Linked DNA regions of Gossypium hirsutum: regions 1, 2 and 3 are each linked to region 4. A link is a contact called in public Hi-C data. All regions are on one chromosome and are shown on one strand. Each heading gives the region's core, a stretch centred on a gene start, on an enhancer-like site or on the middle of the called end of the contact. The rest is flanking DNA. Distances are from core to core; before and after follow the strand shown. Region 1 has its middle 70 kb from the start of LOC107962984. Region 2 holds the start of LOC107962985 (splicing factor 3B subunit 2). Region 3 holds the start of LOC107962984 (dof zinc finger protein DOF1.4). Region 4 holds the start of LOC107886301 (polyphenol oxidase, chloroplastic-like).

The links. A called contact is a pair of places that touch in the nucleus more often than the background predicts.
Region 1: a contact with region 4 is called in a Hi-C map of leaf, with 4 times the contacts expected there. The contact joins the enhancer-like site here to the promoter of LOC107886301 in region 4. A contact is called at or near these places in 2 of 34 Hi-C or Micro-C datasets (both in leaf).
Region 2: a contact with region 4 is called in a Hi-C map of leaf, with 2.4 times the contacts expected there. The contact joins the promoter of LOC107962985 here to the promoter of LOC107886301 in region 4. A contact is called at or near these places in 4 of 34 Hi-C or Micro-C datasets (leaf and petal).
Region 3: a contact with region 4 is called in a Hi-C map of leaf, with 3 times the contacts expected there. The contact joins the promoter of LOC107962984 here to the promoter of LOC107886301 in region 4. A contact is called at or near these places in 2 of 34 Hi-C or Micro-C datasets (both in leaf).

The regions. Positions count from the first base shown.
Region 1 is chrA06:90,295,997-90,299,341 of Gossypium_hirsutum_v2.1, forward strand. No RefSeq gene overlaps it. Among protein-coding and RNA genes, the nearest start is that of LOC107962984, 70 kb to the left of the region's middle. Within about 2 kb of position 1,330, at least 1 of the 9 cell types and tissues checked has an H3K27ac peak or open chromatin away from gene starts, as enhancers often do. A contact at or near this core is called in leaf, where this site is marked.
Region 2 is chrA06:90,498,838-90,502,001 of Gossypium_hirsutum_v2.1, forward strand. LOC107962985 (splicing factor 3B subunit 2) reads right to left here and starts at 1,694. Exons shown (of 18, transcript XM_016899590.2): 1 at 1,314-1,694; 2 at 879-998; 3 at 662-790; 4 at 495-557; 5 at 78-185. The coding sequence starts at 1,586.
Region 3 is chrA06:90,225,377-90,228,743 of Gossypium_hirsutum_v2.1, forward strand. LOC107962984 (dof zinc finger protein DOF1.4) reads right to left here and starts at 2,117. Exons shown (of 1, transcript XM_016899588.2): 1 at 601-2,117. The coding sequence starts at 1,617. The coding sequence ends at 784.
Region 4 is chrA06:89,686,081-89,689,739 of Gossypium_hirsutum_v2.1, forward strand. LOC107886301 (polyphenol oxidase, chloroplastic-like) reads right to left here and starts at 2,217. Exons shown (of 1, transcript NM_001326725.2): 1 at 152-2,217. The coding sequence starts at 2,000. The coding sequence ends at 204.

The DNA.
Region 1 (3,345 bases), core at 80-2,579, 610 kb after region 4:
TGACTATTGTAATGTTTTTCCTTTGGAACTCACTAAGTTCTTTGAACTTACTTAGTTAACGTTCCTTCTCAGGTATTCTGACGAAATAAAGGAATCTCTGAAAACAATGCTAGGGGACTATCGTCGTCTACGACTTATTATATTTTGTATTATGCATGACATGGTGGTGGTGTCAAGACATTCACATTTTGAAGAATGTATTTTGTATCTAAACTCATGATCATGAACCTATGTTTCAAATGAAATTTTAGTGAAATATTGTGGTTTTCAAAGGGTACTATCTTATTTATTCTTGAATGATAAATACTTTATATTTTTATACTAATTTAAACTATAGCTTAAATTGATTTGAGCCGATATAGTTTTAAAGATAATGATTTTAAGGCAGTGATGCATCATTCATGGATCCTCCTTAAGGATTGGGTTTGGTGTGTTACATAAACTTTGTCATCTTTTCCCTCTCCAATATCATAATGATAAAAAATGGAAATTATTGTGTACACTTTTTTTAATATTCCATGTACACTCTTTAAACACATAACAAAAATTCCATCATATATGATTTTTTTTTCAATATACTTTTTTAAGTGTTGTTATTGAGTTTTTATAATATCTATACTATTTACAAAGCCCTTTACTGAGTTGTTATCACAAGTCAATTATGCTCTAGCGCGGTTAGGAAAATTATAGAAATATTCTTTTGTAATTTATTGCTTCTATCATTTGTATATCTATACTATTTATAAAGTTGTTTACTGAGTAGGTGTCACTCATCAATTGGGTCCTAACTTAGTTAGGAAAACTATTTAATGTCCCTTCATATTTAAATAAATTATATTATTTGAGAGTTCCTTTAGTCTTTTATTTTAAAAAAAAAATACAATAAAATTATGCATATAATGGGATTTGAACTCATGCCAATTGAGTTAGCAAAATCTTAAATTTACCACTCAACCAAAGTTTAATTTTATTATTTTTTATATATTTTTATTTTAATGTGCACAATTTATTATCTCCATCAATTATATATCTATACTATTTATTTTAATGTGTACAATTTATTTTAATATGTCATCCATCAACTGAATCTCGGCCTAGTTAGAGAAATTACTTTAATGTTACTTCACATTTAACATGAATTTATATTATTTGAGAGTTACTTTAATCTTTTTATTTAATGTACCTTCACAAATTTATATTCTAAATACGTAATTTTCACACATATGCGTGGGATAAAGTATCTAATATATATAGATATATAACTATCCTTGTATTTGCACATTAAAATACAACGATCCTTGAAATTTCAGCATGTGTGGAAACGCCATAGGTGATGAGAGCCTCCATTGCTGGACCACTATGGCAATTGATGGTGAAATCATGGTTTGAGCACGACTATGGTGGTGTTCGAAGGTTGGTCCAAATTTTTTTGAGAATTGAATTCACTTAAATTTTCATCGGAAAAGAGGGGAAAATAATAGTTTTTGAAAAGAAAACAAAGCTGCTGAAGCATGATTGAACAGCGACCCATCAACAGCCATGTTAAATCATGAACAAGGAAGTTCAACACGTAGCCGTGAGGGGACCAAAATTTTGACCTAATACCATGAATTTTTTATTTTTATTTTTATTTTTTGAGGGGGAGGGGGTGTGATATCGTAATGTTTAAATCAATAAATCATGTTGTCCCATATTAGGAAGCAGTTGGAAAGTGATTCAGAATCGAGAATGAATCATGAATTTCTATTTGCTGTATCACAATATAAAAACATTTATTTGATTCAAAACAACAATTATAAAAATAATGCATGAATCATGAATAACCTTTTAAAAAAAATAAAATAAATCTCCCACTTTCCAAGCGTTTCTTGTCACATCCTTTTTACTACTCTTGACATCCCCTTTAATCGATTTTGCTCTCTCTTGGTTCTTAGAATTTAGTTAATTTGAATCCATCAAATGAAATTACTTCATTTCTGTTAGTTCAACTCTTGCATGAATGTTAAAAGCATGTACACTTTCATTTTATTACGTCTATAATCCTCGCAATTCAAATTAATGATTTTTCCTGAAAACTATTTACTAAAAATTTTATTTATGAATATAATTTCACAAAAATATTTTTTAGGGGAATATTTGATACACTGCTTGTACATAAGTCTCATACACTATTGGTGAATAATAACTTAACACCCAATTATTAAATAAAACAAAAAATAGTGGAAGATCCATAAATAAATACTAATAGCTTTGTTTAAACATAATTAAATAATAGACGATTGAGTCTTAGCTTAACTGGCACAAAAACTGTTGCCAATATAGGAGAACGTGGGTTTAAGTGCGCATTATCCTACTATTTATGGGTCGCATAGGGGCTATAGGTAGTTCTAGGTATTGTGTCAAAAAAAGCAGATTTGATCAAAACTTATAATGAGATTATTCAAAAAAATATAATTAAATAATAATTAATTATAAAGAAATGTGAAAACTCTACACTTGAGGCCCTAGATCCTATACTCGAGACCTTAAACCCTAAACCTAGAATCTGAGAGTTATTTTTTAACAACCCTAACCCATAACTGTCATCGGAATAGGGTTACAGAGCATTATCGTAGTTTACAGAACAAATATAGATAATTCATATCATTTACTATTCATATCCAAAACTAATCATATCGTCCCTTGAATGGACCCCCCGAGGCCCAATTTAAGCATTAGAAACAAGTAGGGACTTGTAACACCCCGAACCCGAGACCGTCACCGGAGTCGAACACGAGGTGTTAACAGACTTTTAAAAATTTTCCAGACACTGCCAATCTGCGTAATAGTCGCTTTAAAAATCATATCTTGAGTTTCACAACTCGAAAATCAGTTTCGTGATTTTTCCCTGAAACTAGACTCATATGCCCATCTACATATTTTTTTCTAGAATTTTTGGTCGGGCCAATTAGTACAGTTTATTAGTCAAAGTCTCCCATGTTACAGGGATCGACTACCCTGACCTTTGCGCATTACGACTTGGATATCTCCTTGTACATGGCTCCAATACTGATGCCGTTTGTTTCTATAGAAACTAGACTCAGAGAGGAATCTATACATATATGGTATGACTCCTAATTATCTCTTGTTAATTTATGGTAAATTTTCAAAGTCGAAACAGGAGATCCAGAAACCGTTCTGGCCCTGTTTCACGAGAACTTTAATATCTCTTAATATACTGTTCATATGATTTTTTGTTACTTTCATATGAAAATAGATTCATCAAGGTTCGATTACATAATTTATTCACTATTTAATTCCATTCCTACAAATTTTTGTGATTTTTCAAATCCACACCACTGCTGC
Region 2 (3,164 bases), core at 444-2,943, 810 kb after region 4:
TCACTAAAGATTATGCCTATGAACCATGAACACATATTTGACCCATATTAATCGTCATGGATGCAAGAATTACTAACCTGCAAATATTTCCTTTTCTGAGACCAGTGCCTTGGCACAGGAACAGTGTTTCGATATGCCTTCAAAAACACCAGCAACTTGGGATCAGCAGCAGTTGCATCCCAAACCTGACAAAATAATCATATCTATTATGAGCTATTGAGTTATAAAAACAGAAGTGAACATTATTCTCCATTTGAGTCGCAATATTCCAACAGTATTTCATGAAAAAATTCATAACAAAAGATTAGAAAAATAAGATCCCTTAATAGCCATGGGAAAAAAACTTCATTTCAAAAAATAAAAATAAAAAATTCATAGCAAATGTGCTCTGATTCAACATTGGAATATAAATTTGTTTTAACACTGGTTTAAAAACAAACAAGAGAGGAACAAGAAAAGAAGCAAACATCAAATAAACAGTAAGAGAAACATACTTCTACAACATCAGGCCTTGAGCAAATCTGTTTTAACTCAGCAATTTTCATCCGCCTTTGCAGCTGTCAACAATATCAAAACAAGTATTTTCAGTTTCAGTCTCATCAAAATGAACTACATATAATAACACAAATAATCTCAGAAAATATAAGGAGAAACCAAAAACCTTCTTCTTCTTATTTGATAAGCCACCTTTCTCTTTCTGTTGATTATCCTGCTCCTCCTCTCCTGAATCAGAATCAGCCCCCTTCTTTGCATCAGCATCTTGGGGAGACTCGTCCTTCTTGTCAGTCTCCTGTACAAATAGAATTACAAGTTTCTTTAGAGAACTAACAAGGAAATTCGAAAATTAATTGATCATATAAAACTGAATTTCATTTCACCTCAGAACCAGCAGCTTCCCAGAAGCTGAATTTTTCAAAAACCTTCCTAAATTCCTCATCAATGCCATCATCTAACTCAGCTTTTTCAGGAACGTACTCTACCTGAACTTCTTCCATTACCTACAGTGTCAAACAAAAGAAAATGCTTAGTTTACTTATAAACAAATGCAACTTACATTATGTAAGATTAGAGTGAAATATGCTGAATTTAAGAAAACAACAATAACAAAATAGCCATAAGAAAATTTTCAAACTACAGTTAAACCCAAAATAAAAACTCAATTCTATTCCATCTAAAGAAAATCGAAAATTCTTAAGTCACTATAGAACTTGTATTATGCACAAAGACATGCAAAAACCAGACGAAACAATCGATTCACTAAAAACATAGAAACCTCAAAACAAAAAAGAAGGGAAGGAAAAATAGCTGGATACCTGCTGCTGATAGGAATTCTTCTTTTCATCTTCGGCAGCGTCGCTGTCACCGGCTTCGGAAACGGGACCGTCTGCGGCGTCATTTTCTTGGTGGGAGGTATTCTTACTCTTATTCTTCTTCTGCTTGCGCCTTCTACGACGTCGTTCGCTCTCGCGGGACTTCTTGGAGGCGGCGGAAGGGTTGGAGATGGGGTTAGGGTTAGAGTTAGACTTATTCAGATCTCCGTTGTAAACGACGGAGCCGTTCTGGTTGGGGAGTATCTCAGCGGTCATCTCTCTTTGTTTAATCCGAGGAATGGATTGGCAAGGGTTTTGATTTCGAGAGCGAGTGGGAAATGGGGAAGATGAAAGGGAGGCCTAAATATAGCGAGGGATACCCACGTGTGGATATAATCGCACGTGACAAAAGCTGGGCCTTTATATAGTTATGGTCGGACTTGAGAGAAGTTGGGCTTTGAAGTTGTCTATTTTATTCCGCCTAATTTTTAATGGACCTTTGTATTTACCGAAATATAAGTTCCAGATTTTCCTAGGCCCGGTTGGGCCGCTATTTAAAAAGAAAGAAATCAAACTCTTCAACAAACACTCCAATAATTTATATTTTATGAGTAATAGAGTTCAACTTTTTTATCACTTTATATCAACGGGAAATAGGAATTAAATTATAAATTTTTAATAAGTTAAAATATAATTTTATTATTTATTAATTTTTAATTTCATCATTTTTAAATGGATTGAACAAATTTTTTTTTAGACTAAAATGTAATTTTAACTATATATTAACTTAAATTTTCATTGTTCATAAAGGTACCATATTACATTATTTTCATTTTTGGGGACCAAATTCACTCTGCCTATTCCTTAAATCTGCCCTTAATTATAGATAGGTTTAAATGTAAACCATTGACATAATTTACTTTGTACTTTTGATGTAAGATGAGCTCCACTATAAATAAAAGCATTCTTTGAATCATTCATAACTTGAATTATCAATGCAATTGAAAAAATTTATTCAAAACTCTTGAATATTAACGCCACGAGGCTAGCTCAACTAAAGTCCAAGTTCATAACACAAGCACATTTCATTATCTATTAATTTTAATTTTTTATCTATAATATATATAAAGTAGAGTTTGGGAAACCTTATTTTTTTTCTCCAAATCATTTGTTTCTTTTTGTTTTTGCCTAGCGGCAGTGTTAGCCTCCGAGCTAGTTATCGCCCACCTTTTTCTCTTGCCCATCAACCCTCTTTTTCTTTCTCCTTTACATTCACTCCATGCGTCTTCTCTCTTTTCAGCTTGCAGTTCTATTTTGTGGGTATCTTTGTTGTCTTTACAAGTTGTGATGGATAGATAACAGTGCTTATAATAGTTGAAACACTATCGACCACCGACAATTTCTTTTAGAAAATGAGTAGCTCTTCGTTGACTTCTTAATCTGTTTCTATTTTGAGAATTTCAGAATGATAAATGATTTCATGAGTCGGTTTGGACTCGTGTTATCTTAAGTTTTTGTTTTTTTGTTTGTTTTTCCATTATTTAATAAGTTTTCACTTTTAGAAGTTTTTATCTATTCTTATAGAATGCTTTTTAGTCTTGCTTATGCATGTAGTCTTATTTTTGCGAGTAATTTTAGGGTTGGTTTTGTCACCGTCCCCTCTAGTTTGGTGGATGTTCAATTCTTTTGTTGATTTATGCCCGCCGCTTTGGACCATCTAAGGTTGATTTCCTTATTGTATTAAGTGTTTGCAATCACTCGTGATATGTTGTACTTGAGTTGTGATAGAACCGATTGTCAACGTGCCATAATGTTCTATTGATGTTGAAGCTGAAGTTTTTGTTGTGTTGATAG
Region 3 (3,367 bases), core at 867-3,366, 540 kb after region 4:
TATATTCAATTTTTATAAATTATTAATACAATTATTGATATAGCATCTGTTTATGTTTATATACTGTATATACAAATAATTACATTTATTATCTAAAAAATAAATTGATCTATTTATTTTTTAAAAAATATATAAATGAATCAAATAAAAATTTTATATAAACATTTCAAAACCTAATCAAAATTTTATTCTAATTAAAATTCATATATAATTTCGACTTAATTGTAGAATGTTAAACCTTAGGTGATAGACTATAGTATTTAAAATAAAGAAAAATTATTGTTTCCCGGTAAGTGGAATTAAAAAATTCGACAAGTAGAAGTAAGACATAGCATGTGTCTTTAGATAATATTAAAAAATAAAAATTAGTTAAAAGTAGATAAATTCATTCATTTAACCTTAAAAACCAACAAAAAAATAACACTAAAAAAAAACAAAAACAAAACATAGCATTCTATGAAGTTAACAATTAATATATAACCATAGATTTTAGTTTTTCTTTTTCCATTTTTGGTTCTTGATGTTTCTTTAATAAGCTGTCTGATCTAAGTGTTTTTTTTTCTTGTTACTAATATTCAGATTAAAAATGACAACAAAATATTGAAAAATAGAAGGAAAAAAATCTCTCAACATTTCCGGGGCAATTTCTAGTTAATTAATCAATCTCAGAAAGGGGAAAATTACCCCCCCCCCAAAAAAAAGGAATTCTTAGAGTAACAAATATATTTAAGAGAGAAAAAAAATTGAACCGGACAACATGTATAATTAATATATATGCATGGTTTAAAGATCTTTCCATGGTTTGATCTCAGAGTCATCCCATGGAATGTTGAGATCAGTAGAGACAAGTGCATCAATATCATCCCAATTCCAGTAGTTTGCCATTTCAATGCCATTGCTGGTAATAGGTTCTTGCCAGGTCTGTGAACCTGTTGGATCCCCCCTCGTTTCTCCACTATGGTTGTAGAGACTCGAAGACTGAAACGAGGCTGATATTGAAGATGGGGATGTTTCCAAAGAATATGAGCTTGAACTTGAAAATGGAAACGGCAAAGGAAATGGAGTCTGTAAGCCTTGAGACATGGTAGAATCCAAGCAGACGCCATTGTTTGTGCTGAAAATTTCTCTCTCCGAGTTTCTGCAATTTACAGAATTTTGCTGCAACGATGACTGAAATTTGATGTTCGGTATGTACTTTTGATCGGCAGGCGGAAGCTGATGCGGTTGAATAGCGGAAGAGGTGGAGCTTTTGATGGTAGTAGTGGTTGTTTTACTGGCAGAAGCGGCGGCGGATGTCTGATGCCGCTTGTTTTTACGGCCTCCACCAACGGGAACATTGCGAAGATTACCGCCTTTAGTCCAATGTCTTTTACAGGTCTTGCAAAAATACCTAGGTTGTGACTTGTTATAGTTGTTATAATAACAGAACTTTGTGTTGGAAGAATCACACCTTGGACACTTCAATGGCGGTTCCGATTGCTGCAGCTGGTTTTCTTGATGATGTCGCCTTTTCATTGATGAAGCTTTTGGACGCTCCATAGTTGGAGCCTGCAACAAAGACTGGCCCTGGATCCACTCAACCTCATCACTGGAAACCTGTTTACAACTCAATCCCATCCTTTTCTCTCTCTCTATCTCTATATATGTGTGTGTGTGTGTGTCAACTTCAGAAGCTCTTTCAAAACCATAAAAATTTCAAGCTTTTGAATGGAAGTGAAAGAAGGGATCAGATAATCGGAAGAAGGTGATGAGAAATGAGCAGTCTTTGAGCGCCCTCTCCATCGTTCATATTATACAAAGGGAATAATAATAATATTTAATATTGTAGTATGAGTTAGTAAGGTAAAAAAGAGAATCAAAATTAATGAAATTTGTTTGTTGTGTGGTGTAATGTGATGGTGCAAAAGAACTTTATAGAGCAAAAGGAAATGGAGAAAGAGAGTTGCTTAGGGGTGAAGGTGATGGTGGCGGTTGGTGACACGTGGGATTTGGTGGACCGTTGACAGTGGAGTGATTGAATGATCTGTAAAGAGAAGGGTAAAGAGTTTCATGTTGTACTATATTAAGTATTAAGGAACTGTAACTTAGTTAACCACTTGCATGCACGCGTTGGCTCCACCATATCTATGAAAATGATATATCGCCTCGAGGTTCAGTCTATTTTGTGTTTTCATTTAAAAATAAATTAATTAATTTTTATATGAGAAAATTAATATTTTTTAAATTTTTTTATCTATTTTTATTATTAAAAAATAATCATTTTATGTTAGTATGAGAAACAAATAATACACGGTGATAAAAATATTTAATTATTTCATCATTAACATCAATTGTTAACAATTAAAAAGAATGAAATTTTTAATAAAAATAGTCTATTTCTTTTTTAATATAATACAAAGGGATTAATTTACTTATTTTTAAAGTAAAATAAATAAAATATAATCTACTCTTCCATAATATTCTTATAGCTAAATTGGTAAAATTATTGCCATCAAAGATTCAAGAGTAGCCCATGCCATGATAAAATTGAAATTATGAAAATTTGAGAGTTAAATGTAAGAATCATCTTGTCTTGTATAGTTTATAATCAATATGGTTATAATGATACCCCTTCTAATAAAAAGAGTAGCCAGTACCATCCATCCGTAGAAATTTGAAGCTATTGCTATATTTATAGTATGAATAAATATATATGGTTTGTAGCTAGTTAATTAGGGCCCATTTGGTGTCAAATTAGCAGTCACCACCATCCATGAAATTGACTTGTCTCTTTTCTCTAAAATGGCAGAAGAAGCAAAGAAATCTAAAGTCAATAATTCACTTCATTTCTGTTCCGCACATGAACCCCGAGCGAATCAGATTTAGGGTGTAATTTAGTTTTTTTTATCGTTATAATATTGGTAGAGGTAAGTGATTACAAGGTTTGAATTCATGTTATTTGAGTGTTGGATTAAAGTTTTAATTAATACTTCAACCAAATCTTGGCTCATATTACTATTTTTGAAAGATGATAGTTATGTTAAAATATGCTTTAGGTTGTTATTCTCTTCACAATAATTTATTTTTTCTATTTTAATTTTTTGAAATTTAATCTTTTAAATTTAAAATTTTAAGTTAAATTATTAACATAATTAAAATAATTTTTTAAATTTATTAGTCTGATATTTTAAAATTTAAAAAAAATCCACTTGATAACTATGCAACCTATAACACTCCACACCCGTGCCCTACCCCGGGACGGCGTACGAGGCATTACTAAACTTTAACACAAGCACACGATCATTTCTGAGTCATCAAGACGTGATCAAATTTAAACTTTTTCGAACCTTGATTAATCTTCTTAATACGGACCTACGAGGCCTCAAAC
Region 4 (3,659 bases), core at 967-3,466:
AGACTGTATCCATCATCCCAAACATCAAATCCAAGGAAGAGGTTTCCATGGCAAGAACATGTACACCATACAAAGGATTCTATAGTCATAGACGCAGTGGCCTTATTTATAACTAAAAAGACTGATGCATAAAACAGGGGACACAAATTGACGAAGCAAAATGTTTCAGCAAGCGACCGAAGAGTCGGTCAATTAACTGATCATTAATCTCGGATGTAGTCGATCTTAATGTTACCAATAGAAACCAGACCCTTTCCTTCTTTAGGCACCAAAGTCACCAAAATACTCTCATCACCTTCAACATTCAAATCCTCCAACAAATCTGTTAATGGCAATGTTAAATTAGTGTTAAGCTTCATCCCAGTCTTGTGATGGTTATGCGGTAGATTCGTAAAGCTCCCAGCGAACTCTGAATCTTCCGGTTCAGTCGGTGTCTCGTCGTCTTCATCATTAATGTACACATCGAACTTCACTGCTGCATCTCGGTCTAGTTGAATGTTTTGTAGAACCAAAACTTCTTCTTCATCTTCCTTTTCGAGCTTAGTCCTTGATTTCTTTGGCCTTGGAACCTCAACGCGCACTAGTTTGTCTAAGGCTATAGGGAAGGCAATACTGATAGGGGTGGTGTTCTTTGTTTCCGCCGCCACTGCTTGACCACCACTTTTACCCCGACCTGACTTTCGTGGAATTGGCTTGTTTTTGAGCCATGGAATATTAACTTTTTGGTAATCATACCCGAAAGTCTTCATGTTAAGGCTATCACGAACCTTGACTCGAACCAGATTTGCGTTCTCATCGTAGAAAAGAAACGAGGAATCGAGCCAATCTGTATCAGTGAAATCAGTTCGCTTCTTCCCTGGTAATGTCCTCCAAATGCTCCACAATCGGTCGACATTGGAGTGATGAGCGTAGAACAATGGGTCTCTACCCGCAGAGTAGAAGTTCCCCATGTCTTCAGAAAATGGCTGTCGCTTATCACCAACCCACCGGTGAACGGCTGTGTGAGGATTGTTCTCAATTGAACCCATTCCTGGACTGGGATCATCGCCGGCACGGTACGCCGCTCCAAGGAAAAGAGAAGCGGTCTTGTAGGTTACCATTTGCCTGTACATCACGCTGAGGTTACTTTTTATTTGATCTCTCTTTGATAATTCTTCCTCAGTGCCAGCATAATCAAGATCGAGCATATTGGGTGGTTGGTGGTTCACGTTGCGCTTTTCATCATAGAGTGGAGAGTTAGGGTCTACATATATTTTAGGGATAGCCATTCCTGGGGGAGAATCCCAGTTCCAAAATGGCATCGCGAAATTTGGATCACCAATCAGCTTCCCCAAAATCCTCTCGTAGAAATAGAGATATAGCCTATGGAATGGGAAAAAAAGCCATGAGAAGTGAACTTGAAGTTGTTGATCCGGAAACCCCACTTGATCGTAAGCTCCATTGCAATAGGCACAATGAACATTGGCCTGTTGCTTGAAACTACGAGGATCATCATCAGGGAGAGCTTTCATCAGCTCCATGGCCTTTGTAAATTTCTCCAAGTAGTTAGCATCAACTAAATGTGCTGCCGGCCTTAACCGTATCGTGGAAAACCGAGGTGGTTTGAAATCTAGAATATTTGTTGTTTTTGGTGGGCAGCAAGGGACACTTATGCTGGTTCCTGAACTTGAAGATGTTACGGTTGAATTCTCACAAAGCGAGAGGTCAGGGGCGGCTATTGGGGCTGCCAATGCAAATGGGTCACTCACAAGGTTGGTTGCACCATACAGAGTTCCTAGGCCAAGAAGAATATCCCTTCTATCGAAGCTATTGAGAGATGAAGAGCCTTCATTGTTTTGGTTCCCATTGCTGGCTTTGCATGACACTAGTTTTTTGGAGAAAGGCTTTTTCTTCTTGAATATGAAAAGTGGTGATGTTTTGGGAAGGCATGAAGTTGGAATGCAGGAACTGGGAAGAATGACGGGGTTTGATGATGGTGAATTGACGACAGGGAAAGCCATTGCCGTGTAGTTTGGTCTCAAAGATGTTGATTAATAGAATTAAGCTTTTTATGTGGAAATTGGTAACCAAAAATCGAAGTGCCTTTAGCAAGATAACAAAACTGTGGCTGCAAACAATAGGGATAAAGTAGAATGGGACCTGTTGGAACTAGTTATGTTCAAAGTGAAATTCGATGGCTAATATATAGAGCATGCCGCCTCCGTTAATTAGAAAAATCAACACAGCAGACCAGTCAATTTTTTTAGTCAAAAGAGAATAAAATTTTCACAAATGTGGATTTAAAATCTTACACAGTAGGGCAGCGAAATTTTCTTCCTCACTAATCAATCTATTTTATAATCTAATTACAATATAATTAATTCTATTTTAGAGCACATAAATTTAAAATTATATAGATCTAAACATTTTTAAAATATATATATACACTTTACTATGTTAAACTTGAATAATTAATTAACTCATTTAAGTATCAAAATTATTATTTTAAAAAACATTTATGTTCTTTAAAATTTTATTAGTTTCTTTTATATATTTTGAATGTTATAATGACGTCTCCAATGTATGATACACAAAAATATACACTTTCATAGGTATAAATTCTGATCAGTAAATATTTTTGCTCCAATGGGGCAATATTGAATGCATTTGAAAGGGATGCTTTGTAGGTTGATTTGACTTTTTGCTTTTAATATCTTCTTTCTGTTCTACCTTTGGTATTGGGGAGGGACTCGATTCATCGTTTTCGTATATTCTGGGATACCTCACCGGGATTTAATTAATGCATTATGTGCTAGTGGATCGATATCGATAACATGGGCTTCATTCACCAACAAAGAAGATATTTCGGGACAGGAAAATCAAGGTTAAAAATACGACAAAACCTCTTATACTATATTTTGGTTTGCATTTTATTAAAAAATAATTTCTATATCTTAAATGAATGAATAAAATAATCATTTCATTAAAATTTCACTATTAAATATTTATTTTTGTGTTTATATATAAGATATAGTAATAAATTTAGTCCTCAAATTTTATAGATTTATTTAATTTGACTCATACTCTTTTATTTGAAGTAAATTAAAAAATTGTGAAATTAGGACAAAGATAACAAATCTAAAAAAATCAATTAAGCTCTTTCAAAATTTAAAAATTATTTTAAAAAGTCATAAAAAATCTAAACAAAAGTTATAAAAAAATTCAATATTATTTTTGATGAAATTTCTTAAAGAGAATTTTGATTTCTTTTATTGGTTTAGTTCTGTAAATTAAAATAAGATTAATGCACTAAAAAAGTCCACAAATTACTACATAATGTTTAAGCAAACCCTCATACTTAATTATTAGTCACATAAGTCTCTAGTCTAAGAATTTTATCCATTTAAACCCTTAATTTTACGGGTAAACTATACAATTCATCACCCAACTAGTACCGTATTTCTGTTTTGACAACTCTTTGTTAAATGGTTAACAGAAGTGAAGTCATAATCTTTTTAACTGGTATAATACACCATTAAGTTCTCAATATTTATACATTCTATCAATTTGATCCTAGTTTTAAATAATTCAATAAATTTAACCCTCCATATTTACAAATACTATCAATTTAATTCTTAGACACATATAATTAAATATAAAAATAATTAAATGATTATTAT